Regions from separate parts of the Mus musculus genome. Here region 2 is linked to region 1. A link is a contact called in public HiChIP or PLAC-seq data. All regions are on one chromosome and are shown on one strand. Each heading gives the region's core, a stretch centred on a gene start, on an enhancer-like site or on the middle of the called end of the contact. The rest is flanking DNA. Distances are from core to core; before and after follow the strand shown. Region 1 holds the start of Il4 (interleukin 4). Region 2 overlaps Rad50 (RAD50 double strand break repair protein).

What was found. HiChIP or PLAC-seq counts read pairs in DNA pulled down with a chosen protein or histone mark.
Region 2: a BATF HiChIP or PLAC-seq map of CD8 T cells shows a contact between it and region 1, with 12 read pairs. The contact joins the enhancer-like site here to the promoter of Il4 in region 1. A contact is called at or near these places in 3 of 15 datasets of contacts at CTCF or cohesin (CD8 T cells, the G1E-ER4 cell line and the NIH/3T3 cell line), 3 of 484 Hi-C or Micro-C datasets (cortical neurons, nephron progenitors and spermatogonial stem cells), 5 of 115 datasets of contacts at active chromatin or transcription factors (CD8 T cells, the HPC-7 cell line, the SCID.adh cell line and 1 more) and 3 of 9 other capture datasets (adipose tissue, liver and pancreatic islet).

The regions. Positions count from the first base shown.
Region 1 is chr11:53,616,233-53,621,914 of GRCm38.p6, forward strand. It overlaps Il4 (interleukin 4), which reads right to left and starts at 2,433. Exons shown (of 4, transcript NM_021283.2): 1 at 2,243-2,433; 2 at 1,938-1,985. The coding sequence starts at 2,374.
Region 2 is chr11:53,655,215-53,661,262 of GRCm38.p6, forward strand. Rad50 (RAD50 double strand break repair protein) reads right to left here. Exons shown (of 25, transcript NM_009012.2): 22 at 319-404. Among named protein-coding and RNA genes, the nearest start is that of Il13, 24 kb to the left of the region's middle. Within about 2 kb of position 1,792, at least 49 of the 459 cell types and tissues checked have an H3K27ac peak or open chromatin away from gene starts, as enhancers often do. A contact at or near this core is called in CD8 T cells, the G1E-ER4 cell line, the HPC-7 cell line and 1 more, where this site is marked.

The sequences.
Region 1 (5,682 bases), core at 1,183-3,682:
ATTACCCAGGAGGCACTGAAGCAGCTCAGGGAAGAGCCACAAAACAGGCGAGTGTGAAGGAAGCCATGGAAGGCTTTTTCAAGCTCATGTAAACGCTGGGGCAGATTGGGTAAGAGGAAAGCCGCCATGAGAGCTAAGGGGTGGGAGTGGGTAAGAGGAAAGCCAGCATGAGAGCTAAGGGGTGGGAGTGGGTAAGAGGAAAGCCGCCATGAGAGTTAAGGGGTGGGAGTGGGAAAGAGGAAAGCCGCCATGAGAGCTAGGGGGTGGGAGTGGGTAAGAGGAAAGCCAGCATGAGAGCTAAGGGGTGGGAGTGGGTGCATGCAGTCTTCCAGAACAGCCTCCAAGGAGGGGACCCAGACTTGGAGCCCTGTAGGCTTGCCTGGCTGACGGCCCTTCCTCAGACTCATTGCATCTCAGAAGCCAGGCTGTGCCTTTGGTCCGAGTCCTAGAGCCGTCCACAGACACTTTCAGTTAAATTCTTACAGCTGCCCTCATATGACCTCAGAATCAACCTTTGTATCCCCAAAAGTAAACACCGGACCTCCAACGTTTATGAAGACCTACCAAGGGCCATTCTGTTAGTGAACGGCAGAATTGCAGCCAAAAGCAAAGGCTCTCACACCCAGACCCCACAATTCCTCTGGTCCCAGTCCTCAAGAGCTGGTCCCTGCCCTGGCGTTTGCTAGGGCAGGACAGTAGACTCAGTTTCTGGTAGGACTCAGAATTGGGAAATACTTAAGTTTGCATCTGTAGAAAACAGTGAGATAGATATATATTGATAGATAGAGAAAGAGACAGACACATATGTAGACACATATATCCATATGAATGTACACATATATACATACATGTACATCTGTCCTTCAGAAACTCATTCTGCATCAGACTCCTGGAGTAATCTTGAATAGAATGGGACCATCCGGATCGAGCCGGGAGGACAGATCTCTGGTGAAGCAGGATGAATCCTATCCATGGCTTGGGTACAGGTCTGTCACCCCAACCACCCCACAGGTCTTTGTTCCTGACCTCATGTGAAAAGCAGGCAGTCTGGAGACCACTGGTAAGTCAAGACTTTGGGGCCTTTCATTCTCAGTGGTGTGTTTCCATGAAAACAGGAACTGAAATGCACAAAGCTATTGATACAGCATAGCCAAGTCATGTGTTTGTCAGAGAAAATGCACTATCAGCCTGTCACATCTGTCCCCTCCCACTACAAATGGAGGGGCGGGGGGCAGGGCAGAGCAGCAGGCAGAAAGGGAAGAGAGATGTCCAAGCAGAAGCAGGGATGGTCAGACTCCAGCCAGAGGACAGCTCCCAGCTAGGGGATAGCTAGGGGAATGGGGTGGAACAGAGTGAGCTGAGGAGGCCCTGCAGTGGGCCACCATCAGATGACTGTTAGGTGACCAGAAAGAGGCCTGTAGGGACCATACGAAGTCTCATAGACAAAGCAAAAGCCTTCTCAACCTCTAATCTTCATATCTGTATTTGAGAGAGTATTTGGGTTTTTTTTTTTTTTTCAGAAATGCATGGCCTGAGAGTGAGAGAGAGAGAGAGAGAGAGAGAGAGAGAGAGAGAATTTTCTCACTCAACAGCACAAATTGTGTGTCTCCTATGATCTAGATCTAGATACCGTATCAAGCAAGGCCAGGTAGGACTCTAGATATCTGTACTCTTATCTGAGTTACAATGAATAAATCCTGGCTTTCTCTGACTTGTCTTCTGAGTCTAGTGAAATCCGAAACTGAGGAGTGCAACTCAGCCTCCACAAAGGATAAAAGCACCTCCTTTGGGCCTCCTGGGTTTCTATCACAGGCATTTCTCATTCAGATTCGTGTGTGTGTGTGTGTGTGTGTGTGTGTGTGTGTGTGTGTGTGTGTGTGAGACCTTCCTCTCCCACCTCCAGAATATGCCACAGCAGACCCCTCAGGTCCACTTACCTTCGTTGCTGTGAGGACGTTTGGCACATCCATCTCCGTGCATGGCGTCTTGATGCAGACAGAGCAAAAGATAAAAGTTAATCCAAGCAGGACAGAGAAAGCATCGCTACACCTCCCACCCCCCACCCGGGAGACTCCCTCTGCCTCCAAGGTGGAAGTAGCAGGGTCTCTTGAGCTTTGTCCCTAGTCCTGCCTCAGCCACCTGCCGTCCGTCCACCTCTCTAGCAACTCAGCTCTCCAAGCCTAGAATCGCCCCAGCAGTATCACCTGGGTATCTGGAGAGATGGTGCCAGATAGGTACTTACCCCTTCTCCTGTGACCTCGTTCAAAATGCCGATGATCTCTCTCAAGTGATTTTTGTCGCATCCGTGGATATGGCTCCTGGTACATTCGAGAAAGAAGAGCAGGATGACAACTAGCTGGGGGTTGAGACCCATCAATAGCTCTGTGCCGTCAGTGACGAGAGACAATTAAGTTTATCAAGAGATGCTAACAATGCAATGCTGGCAGAGGTCTCTCTATATATAGAGTTAAAGTTGCTGAAACCAAGGGAAAATGAGTTTACATTGGAAAATTTTATTACACCAGATTGTCAGTTATTCTGGGCCAATCAGCACCTCTCTTCCAGGAGAAAAAAGAGAAACAGGTAAATTTTCCTGTGAAATCAGACCAATTGGAAAATGAAACACCCCTCCCCCCCCTTTTTTTTTAAATCTACAAAGTTTCAGCATAGGAAATTACACCATAATCGGCCTTTCAGACTAATCTTATCAGCGTAGGGTTGCCACTGGCTCTCCTCCTGCAGAGAAGGAAGAGGTCACAGGTGTCCGAGGGTGCTGGTGTCGCCCTGGGGAAAGACAGAGTAATATCAAGAAAGTCTGCCTTGAGCACACCTGGGCCTAGCTGCTTCCTGCTATGGGGGCCCCTTGGAAACTCTGATATCTTGGGAAAGCTGACTCTGGGGTCTTACCTCATAGAAGGATGATGGAGGCAGACCTTCTCGCATCCTAGACCAGCTGATCTTACAAGTTTGTGGTCTTTGGAGACAGAGAGGTGACATGGAGTGGGGCAGGCAGGACCATGGAATGAGGCTTTACCTATATGGAGGTTCTGGGCTAGGTTGAAGATTTTTCCTACCTTAGACAGAAGCCTGAGAAATGGCTGATTTAAAAAAAAATTTTTTTAAATTACTTCATGTGAGCATGTGTGTATCTATGTGCACTACAGCATCAGTGTGGAGGTCAGGAGACCGGGTCTCTCTTTGCACCGTGTGGATCCTTGAACTCAGACTCACAAGCTTGGCGGCAAGCACCTTCCCTCCTGAGCCATCTCATTGGCCCAAGAATGGCTGGCTGCCTTTTCAATGAACTTAAAACATATCCTTCACTAACCAGGAAACAGCCCTCTCTCACCCTCTCAGTCAGCACCCTGCCCCCAGCCCACTGCCTTAATCTAACGAATGCAGGCCCTGTCGAGGTACTCATTGCCCCCCACCAGCAGTGAGCACCGCACCCCTGCCATCTGCTTGGAAGCGAAGCTCTGTTTTACAGAGTAGAAAGGGTTCTTCATATCCCCCAAGTCCCTGCCTCCAATTCTGACTTCTCATTTCTGGAAGACCATCTAGAAATAGTTGTTGCTAAGGTTGTCATTGTGTGTTAAATTATTTTTCCATTACTGTTATTTAATTAATAAAAACTGAAGATGTTTATAATATATAAGCCTTCCTTCCCTTCTTCTTTCCTTCCTTCCTCCTTTCTTTCTTTCTTTCTTTCTTTCTTTCTTTCTTTCTTTCTTTCTTTCTTTCTTTTTTTCTTTCTTTCTTTTTAACTTTTAAAATAAAAAAATTTGAAGGGTCTCACTCTGAAGTCAAAGCTACCTAGGAACTTATATAGGTAAGGCTGCCCTCAGATTCATGGTCACTCTCCTGCCTCCACCTCTCAAGTGTTGAAGTTACAGATATAAGCCACCATACCCCACTTACAAATATATATATATTAACTGTGACTGTTGTAAAGTTGGACACAGTCATGTTCTGTAGGCCTAGGGACACAGTCAATTCTTGGGAAACTGTTACCTTCCAGCCACTGATGATAAGCAACGAGGCAAATTTCAAGTCTGTTCCCCTGGGCGACGAGCCAGGGTAAAGGCCTGAGCTCTCTTTGGGTGAAAGGGGTTCATTACAAGAAAAAAAAAAAAGATTAAGCTGAGCAGTGGTGGCGCACACCTTTAATCCCAGCACTGGGAGGCAGAGGCAGGGGGATCTCTTGAGTTCAGAGCAGCCTGGTCTACAGAGTGAGTTTCAGGACAGCCAGGGCTACACAGAGTACAGAGAAACCCTGTCTCGAAAACCTAAAATAAATTAGTAGATAAATGAGTTATTTACTTATGGCTTGGGCTTGGTTTCCCTCTTCCACTTCTGTGATGTCCTACAGATCCACTCAGCCACATGGTGAGCGAGCGTCTCCCCGATGAGCATCTCTCTGGCTCTGAAGCTGATCCTTCGCTGTACAGGTAGAGGAGTATTCTTTGTTTCAATTTGGCTTTTTTTTTTTTTTAGAATTATTAATTTTATACATCTGATTATTTTGCTTTCATGTGTGTACCAAACATATACCCGATGCCTCTGGGGTCCGGAAGAGAGTGTTGAGACCCCTGACACTGAAGTTACAGGTGGTTGTGAGCCTTCTTGTAGGTACTGAGAACTGAATTAGCGTCCTCTGGAAGAGCAGCCAGTGCTCTTAACCGAGGGTGGGCTTCTCTAGAAGCATTTGAAAGGTCGGTCGCCTCTAGGAGAAGCAACTATCCCGCCTCAGTTGAGCTTGGCTGGGGTTGACCTTGCGCGAGAGCCAGGGTGGGGCATCGAGTGGCTGAGATCCAGCAGGAACTTGTCATCCATAGCTGGAAGAATCCTGCTAAGAAGGGGCACAGAAGGACACCTAGGGAAGGGGAGGGCTGGATCCCACAGTGTCCCTGGAGCAAAGAATAGACCATTCAGGTTTTCCTCTCAGCACCTTAACTGCTGGGCTCTGTGGGAAGATGATAGTCAGAAAGGGATAGAGTAAGGCAACTCCGCTCAGAAGCAAAGTTCCGTTTGTCTTGCTTGTTTCAGTGGTTGGAAGGAGTCAGAGAAAAGAGTCTGAATAGTCCCAGACTCCAAGTCTTCCCAAAGACTAGAAAGGACGTCCAAGGCCACCCCAAGTGACAGATTCACATTATCTGTGAATGGAGCAGATAAGGCAGAGGCTGGAAAAGTGGGATGAAGAGTGTCAGCCAGCCAGTGGTGGTCAGTGGAGGGACAGGGCAGGAAAGTGACTGTCATAGACCCTCTCCAGCCCTTTGTGAGCCGAGAGCCATTGAGCAGTTTTGTGTACCAGAGTGTGGAGTCCAGAAGGCAGGGGCTTGTGGCCGGGTTTCTACACAGTGAGGAGAAAGCTGTGCACCCCCTCCCCTGGGGCTCCTGTGACCACAAGTCTGAGATCTATGGAGAAAGCACTTAGCCTGAGTCACCTGATATACCATTGCGACAAGACTAAGGAAAAAGACTCTACACCCCACCCCACCCCACCCCCACCCCCGCTGCTTGTCAGACCTAGCTGTTCTGTGTCCTCTCATGTGACTTTGGGCATACACTCAACCTCAGTCCCGAAACTGAGGAGTGACAGTTGTACTTGTCTTGTGAGGTTGTTCTAAGTACTAAGTTCAGGTACTTAGTTAAGCACCCTGCACGCAGTGGGTACTTCATTAC
Region 2 (6,048 bases), core at 542-3,041, 38 kb after region 1:
CCCAGCTCTTTTCTAAGAGTTTCCTTTGGGTACTTTTCTTATCACACTTGGGCCTATCCCTATCTGCGCTTTCACAGAACCCATTATGTCATCAGCTAAATGTGTCTGCTGCAGCCAATATGAGTCGTACAGGGCTTTGGAAGAGAAACTGCATTTTCATTTTGTTGTAAGATGTTGCAAAGATAAGAATTCTTAGAAAACTCTCAAAGACTTGCTCAGGAAGGGGTTTGAGAAGGCAAAGCTGGCAACTAAGGTCATACAGGAGAGGCTGTGGGCAGAGCTTTGGAACAAGCATTTGAGACACACCATGTTAGTTACCTTGCCCACGATAGGTACTCCGCCAAAGATCACGAATAATTTTGTTGATTTCTTCCATTTTCATACTGTGAAATTTCATAATTGCTCTGGAAAAAGGAAGTCAGTTTTACTTAATACAATATGTACTATTTATATGAAAGACATAACTATGTAGTAGTATATGCTAAATTATATATGAATATGTATACTAATAATGATAATAATATCACTGCCCTAGTACTTTTTTTTTTAAAGATTTATTTATTTATTATATGTAAGTACACTGTAGCTGTCTTCACACACTCCAGAAGAGGGCGTCAGATCTTGTTAGGATGGTTGTGAGCCACCATGTGTTTGCTGGGATTTGAACTCAGGACCTTTGGAAGAGCAGTTGGTGCTCTTAACCGCAAAACCATCTCTCCAGACCCCTAGTACTTTTAATTAGAAAAGTAGACTATGGAAAGGTCTAGAAAAAAGTTAAACAGGACCAAGCAGTGCCATTTCCCTGGTATTGAGAACTGCCAGGCCCCAAGTTGTCACGCATCTCCGTCTTTTCCTCTGGCATCCAAGGACTTCTTAAAGTACTCAGAAGCTGCAAGGGTTGAGTGTGGTGGTACACACACATACACACCTTTAATCCTGCACTCAGGAGGCAGAGGCCAGCCTGGTCTACACAGTAAATTCCCTAAAGCTATACAGTGAAACCCTGTCTAAAAACAAATCCCCAGAACCTTTTAGAAAATAAATCTTTAACAGACTTCTTTCCTAGGCCCTAAGATCACAATGGAGAGGGATTGGGGGGCAGCCTCTCCAGAACTGGCAAGAGGCCTGTTGCGGGCAGACCTATGTGCTAAGGCTGAGGGTGTAGCTAGCCAGAGGTTCTTGTCGCAGAACAAAGTAAAGTCTCTGGAACTGCTGTCTGGCCATTCTAGAATTTTTATTTCTCTTTGAGACAAGGGTCTCTACAGGCTGTCCTCTAGATCAAGCTGGCCTTGAACTCAGAGATCCACCTGATTCTGATTCATGAGTGTTGGGACTAAAGGTGTGTGCCACCATGCACCGTGGCCAGTTTTTCTAGAATTGCTAAGGTTCATCAAAAGCCAGCCCCTTCTACCTTTTATTTTTTAGATCTGTGAATTTTACCAACCCGAAGGCATCTGTGGCTCAAAAGGAGGCCTTGACTTAGAAGCCTGACTCTCTCATCAGTCACCAGGGCTAGTACCAGTGTGCACTAACCTCCACAGGCCTACCCTTACTTCAATTCTCTTTTAAAGCAGTAGTCTCTAGACACTGAAAGAAGAAATGCTTGTGAAAGCCAAAGCTTCCTGTTAAACCTGAACACCATGCCTGCCCTAGCTACCTCAGCTCTCAGGAGACAGGACTAACAAAGTCACTCCAGTGGTAGGAAGGCAAGTTTCACAGCTATCACCATGCAAAGGATGTGCGCGGACTCCCTTCCATTTGCTGGCCTCTTATCTGATATATACAAAAAAAGAAACTAAACGTAATGCCGCTGCCTCTGTACAATCATTCCGTGATCTTCTGGTCACCAGCCAAAGAGAAAGAAATGACTCAACATAAATACGTCTAAGTATCAGATGCAGGCTGCTGAAACAGTAAGCCTGGAGAAGCCTCTCTGCTTCACCAGGTCTCCATTTTCTAACCCACGCTCATCTCTGCCTGATACTTTATGCTTCTTTCATAAAGTGTAGACAAACCAGCTATTATTTTCTTAAAAAGGGAAAATGGTAACAAAAAGTATTTCACAGAATGTTTCGAGAACCAATCATATGTGAAGATTACTTTTCCAAAGCTTTATATGCTAGGATCCTAATTTTATAAATGGCCTTTTAAAATGTTATTTTTTTCCTCTGGTTGGTAACTAACATAAATAAGCTTGTGAATGGAGAACACACACCAAGTAGGGTAGAGAGTCAGAGCAGAGGGAGCCTCGTACAGAAAGGCTCAGGGTGTCACAGAAATGACGACTGCTACAGTTGGTCGGTCGGCTGGCCGGGCAGCTGAAGTTGGGTCTCTCTGGGAGTTAGCAGCACAGTGCGTAACCACTGGGGATGACCAAGGTGACTGCAGTAGGCCATCTAAAGAAGCAGCCACTGACGTAGCTTCACCTTCTGAAAGACAAGCTGTGCTCCAAGTCACATAACATCTCTCCAATCTCCAATTACTACGAAAACAGATCCTATAAAATTTGCCTGAGATACAGAAAGTGGCTAGGAAACTAGCAGCTTTGATTATGGTAGTTTTGTTGTTGTCTGTTTTTAAGGGAGTGAACAGACAAGAGTATTGTCAAATCTTCCAAGCATGTCTACCTTCTGGGTATACAAAGCAGTAGAAAGCAGGAGAAACTGAAAACAGCAAACACTTTTGGGCTTGTTTTTCCTGTGATGAGAGAGGTATCCTAAATGCGTTTAGTCATAAGGGCACTGAATAGAACACGTGCCTGTGGAGCCAGCCTTTCCTGCTGTACATGGAAACCAGGATAAGCACACCTCAGGCAAGCACGCCGTCTACCCCACCCCAGCCCCCTATCTCGGCTTACTGAGTAGTAGTTATCCTTAGAAAGCAAGAACAGTACAGCAGGAAGAGAGTTGTCCAAGGTAACACTGCATATCAGACTAAAGAAAAACTGACGAGCCAGTGACTATAAAAGGAACATTTGCTGCACTAGCACAGAGTTTTGGTAAAAATCACAAGTATATGACAAATGGAAGAAAATGTCTTTTCTTTCATAAAATGTCTCAGTCGGGCATCTATAGCAACAGCAAAAACAATCTAACACAGACATAAACACCCTTCCCACAATAACCAGGAAAGGCGCTGAAGCTTGTAAGACAGGAAAGAGAAAGGACTGAAGTGACAGGCAGCAATGGCACCTGCCACAGTTTCTGCAGGTAAGGTTTGACTGGATACCTAAACATTCAAGAAAATCAACTGAAATATTAAGATTACCCAATTAAGCAGAAATGAGCCTAGGTACGGGGTACAGGCCTTTAATCCATCATTGGGGGATGAATACAGGAGGACCTCAAGCTCACTGACCATCTGAAGTGATGAGCCCTAGAAACCCTCTTCCATACAGAGACCCTGTCTCAAAACAAAACAAAGCAAAAAAGATGAAGAGCTACTAGACATGTTCTCTCCTGTTTCCCCCCCCCCCCCCCCAAGTTAAAGTAACCCGAGGCTGGAGAGATGGCTCAAGTGGATTAGAGTAATAACTACTCTTCCAGAGGTCTTGAGTTCAATTCCCAGCAACCACATGGTGGCTCACAACCATCTGTAATGGGATCTGATGCCCTCTGCTAGTGTGTCTGAAGACAGCTACAGTGTACTCATACATAAAATAAATAATTCTTTAAAAAAAAAAGTTAGGGCTGGTGAGATGGCTCAGTGGGTAGGAGCACTGACTGCTCTTCCAAAGGTCCTGAGTTCATATCCCAGCAACCACATGGTGGCTCACAACCATCTGTAACAAGATCTGACCCCCTCTTCTGGAGTGTCTGAAGACAGCTACAGTGTACTTACTTACATATAATAAATAAATAAATCTTTAAAAAAAAATAAAATAAAAGTTAAAGTAACCAGTGTAATGGCACACACCTGCTACCCAAGGCTGGTCAGGAAGATTATTAGAGAATAACAGAAGAAAGAAGTTTTGTAATCTTGGATTTAGAAGCTCTGACTAAGGTACAGAACTATGAAGATATAAATTAAGTCCTCAATGGTGTCGTGAACAAAGTTAAAGGACAAGTGAGAACTTAAAATGAAAGAGAAGGAGCAATTTCAACCAGAGCATTTTCATGCAACAGTGGGTCATGGTGACACTGACAGTCTTATGCATATACTGAAAGTAGAAATACACACTTTACAAATGCTTTTGGCCAGGTGTTGGTGGCATTCTTCTTTAATCTCAGCACTTGGGAGGCACAGGCAGGTGGCTCTCTGAGTTTGAGGCCAGCCTGGTCTACAAATCAAGTTTCAGGACAGAGAGAGTTATGTAGAGAAACCCTGTCTCAAAAACAAACAAACAAAAAGTGCTTTTGGGAACCAATCTGGTATTAAGTTAAAAATGATCATACCCTCTGACCTAGTAGCTTCATTTCTAAGAAGCTATCTTTCTGGTCTATCTGCACAAGTATGCAAAGTCATATATACGGTAGCAGCAGTGGACAAATTTTAAAGTGTCCTAATGTCATTGGTTGAAATAGGTAAAATCTATTTTATGGATTATACAAAACATTAAAAGCAATGAAGCACACACACCTATGAACATAAAAGAAATACATGGTTATATATTAAAAAAAAACAAAAAAACAGTGAGTTGGGAGGTGGTGGCAGGTGGATCTAGGACTGGCTCAAGGTCAGTTTGGTCTACAGACTGAGTTCTCGGACAGCTAGGACTACACAGAGACCTTGTCTCAAAAATAGAAAATGAAAAAAGGGAAGAGAGCGATACCATTCACACTGTGCTGATGCACTGTGAGGGAAGCGGGGTTAGCAACGCAGGAGCGCCTTGGTGAGTAGCACTAGGCAGGCACTGTCACCAAGTACCAAGTCTACCCGGACCTGTGTTCTCAGACTTGCAGATGTGCAGTATGGAGAAGCATAAGGCACAAACAATATGGACTGAAAGGGAGGAGCCAACATGTCTATTTGTGAAGGGTTTAAGTGAACATTCCAAGAAGGAGAACTGCACAGGGAAACAGACATTAAGAGAACAAACTGTTCAGCTTGGTGAGGGGCACTGTGAGAAGAGATCGGGGTGACTGAAGTCTTTCCTATAATGACAAAAGGAACCACCTATTAGCCTAGAAGAAAAACAATGGGGCATGTATGGGTGAGAACCACAGGAGTGTGTAGAGGTGAAGCAGCTACCGCAGAGGCAGGTGAGCTTGGGAGAAGCTGATGGAAGGAAAGCTGTCCTGCAACACTGCCGCCACGCAGAAACCTGTGCAAACTGGAGCTGTCACTGCACTGAACTCCATTACTCTTTACACTTGTTACAGCACTACACAAAACTATCCTTAAACCAAAGATGACCTTAAGAATCTTTGCCGTCTCTTGAGGCAACAATTTAAAAAGGCATGAGTTTGAGGAGACAGTTGAGGACTAGTTATTTGGCAAGTACATAGCCCTGCTGTGGCCCAGAGTGCCGTCTGTCAGCTAAATGAATAACTGGGAAGTGGAACGTTTTCCTTGTAAAAACTGGCTCTCAAAAGACCATAAGAATGTCTAAGAACTAAGAAAACAGCAACTTATAAACGTATTCAGTTTTATAATGAAATACTCATTAATAGCTTGAAAGAGTACTTTAAAGACTTCTCTAATACTTCGCTGCATTTTGTGTGGATGAATGGTAGGTGGTTCTGGTGGCCCTGAGCCTTAGCATGTGATTTGCGAAATGACAAAGTTTCCCATCCAGAAGGCAGCATCTTGATGCTGGCCAGAGCGTCAAGAAGCCTTGTGCTAGTGAAGCTATTGTAATGGGAGGTGTCTCATTCCGCCTATAGAACTCGTGCCATCTGAACTCTGGATGGCAGTGACATCAACTCAAGCTCACTGCTAACTCCAGCAAAGGCAGCAGATGGTGGAAGCAGCTGTGCTTGTATGGACATGGTGGGGATATAAGAAATCTGTGACCTTCTTTCTGCTTAGCTTTATTACAGAACTAAAACTGCTCTAAACAATCAAGTATTAAAAGAAAAACAAGGGGGCTGGAGAGATGGCTCAGAG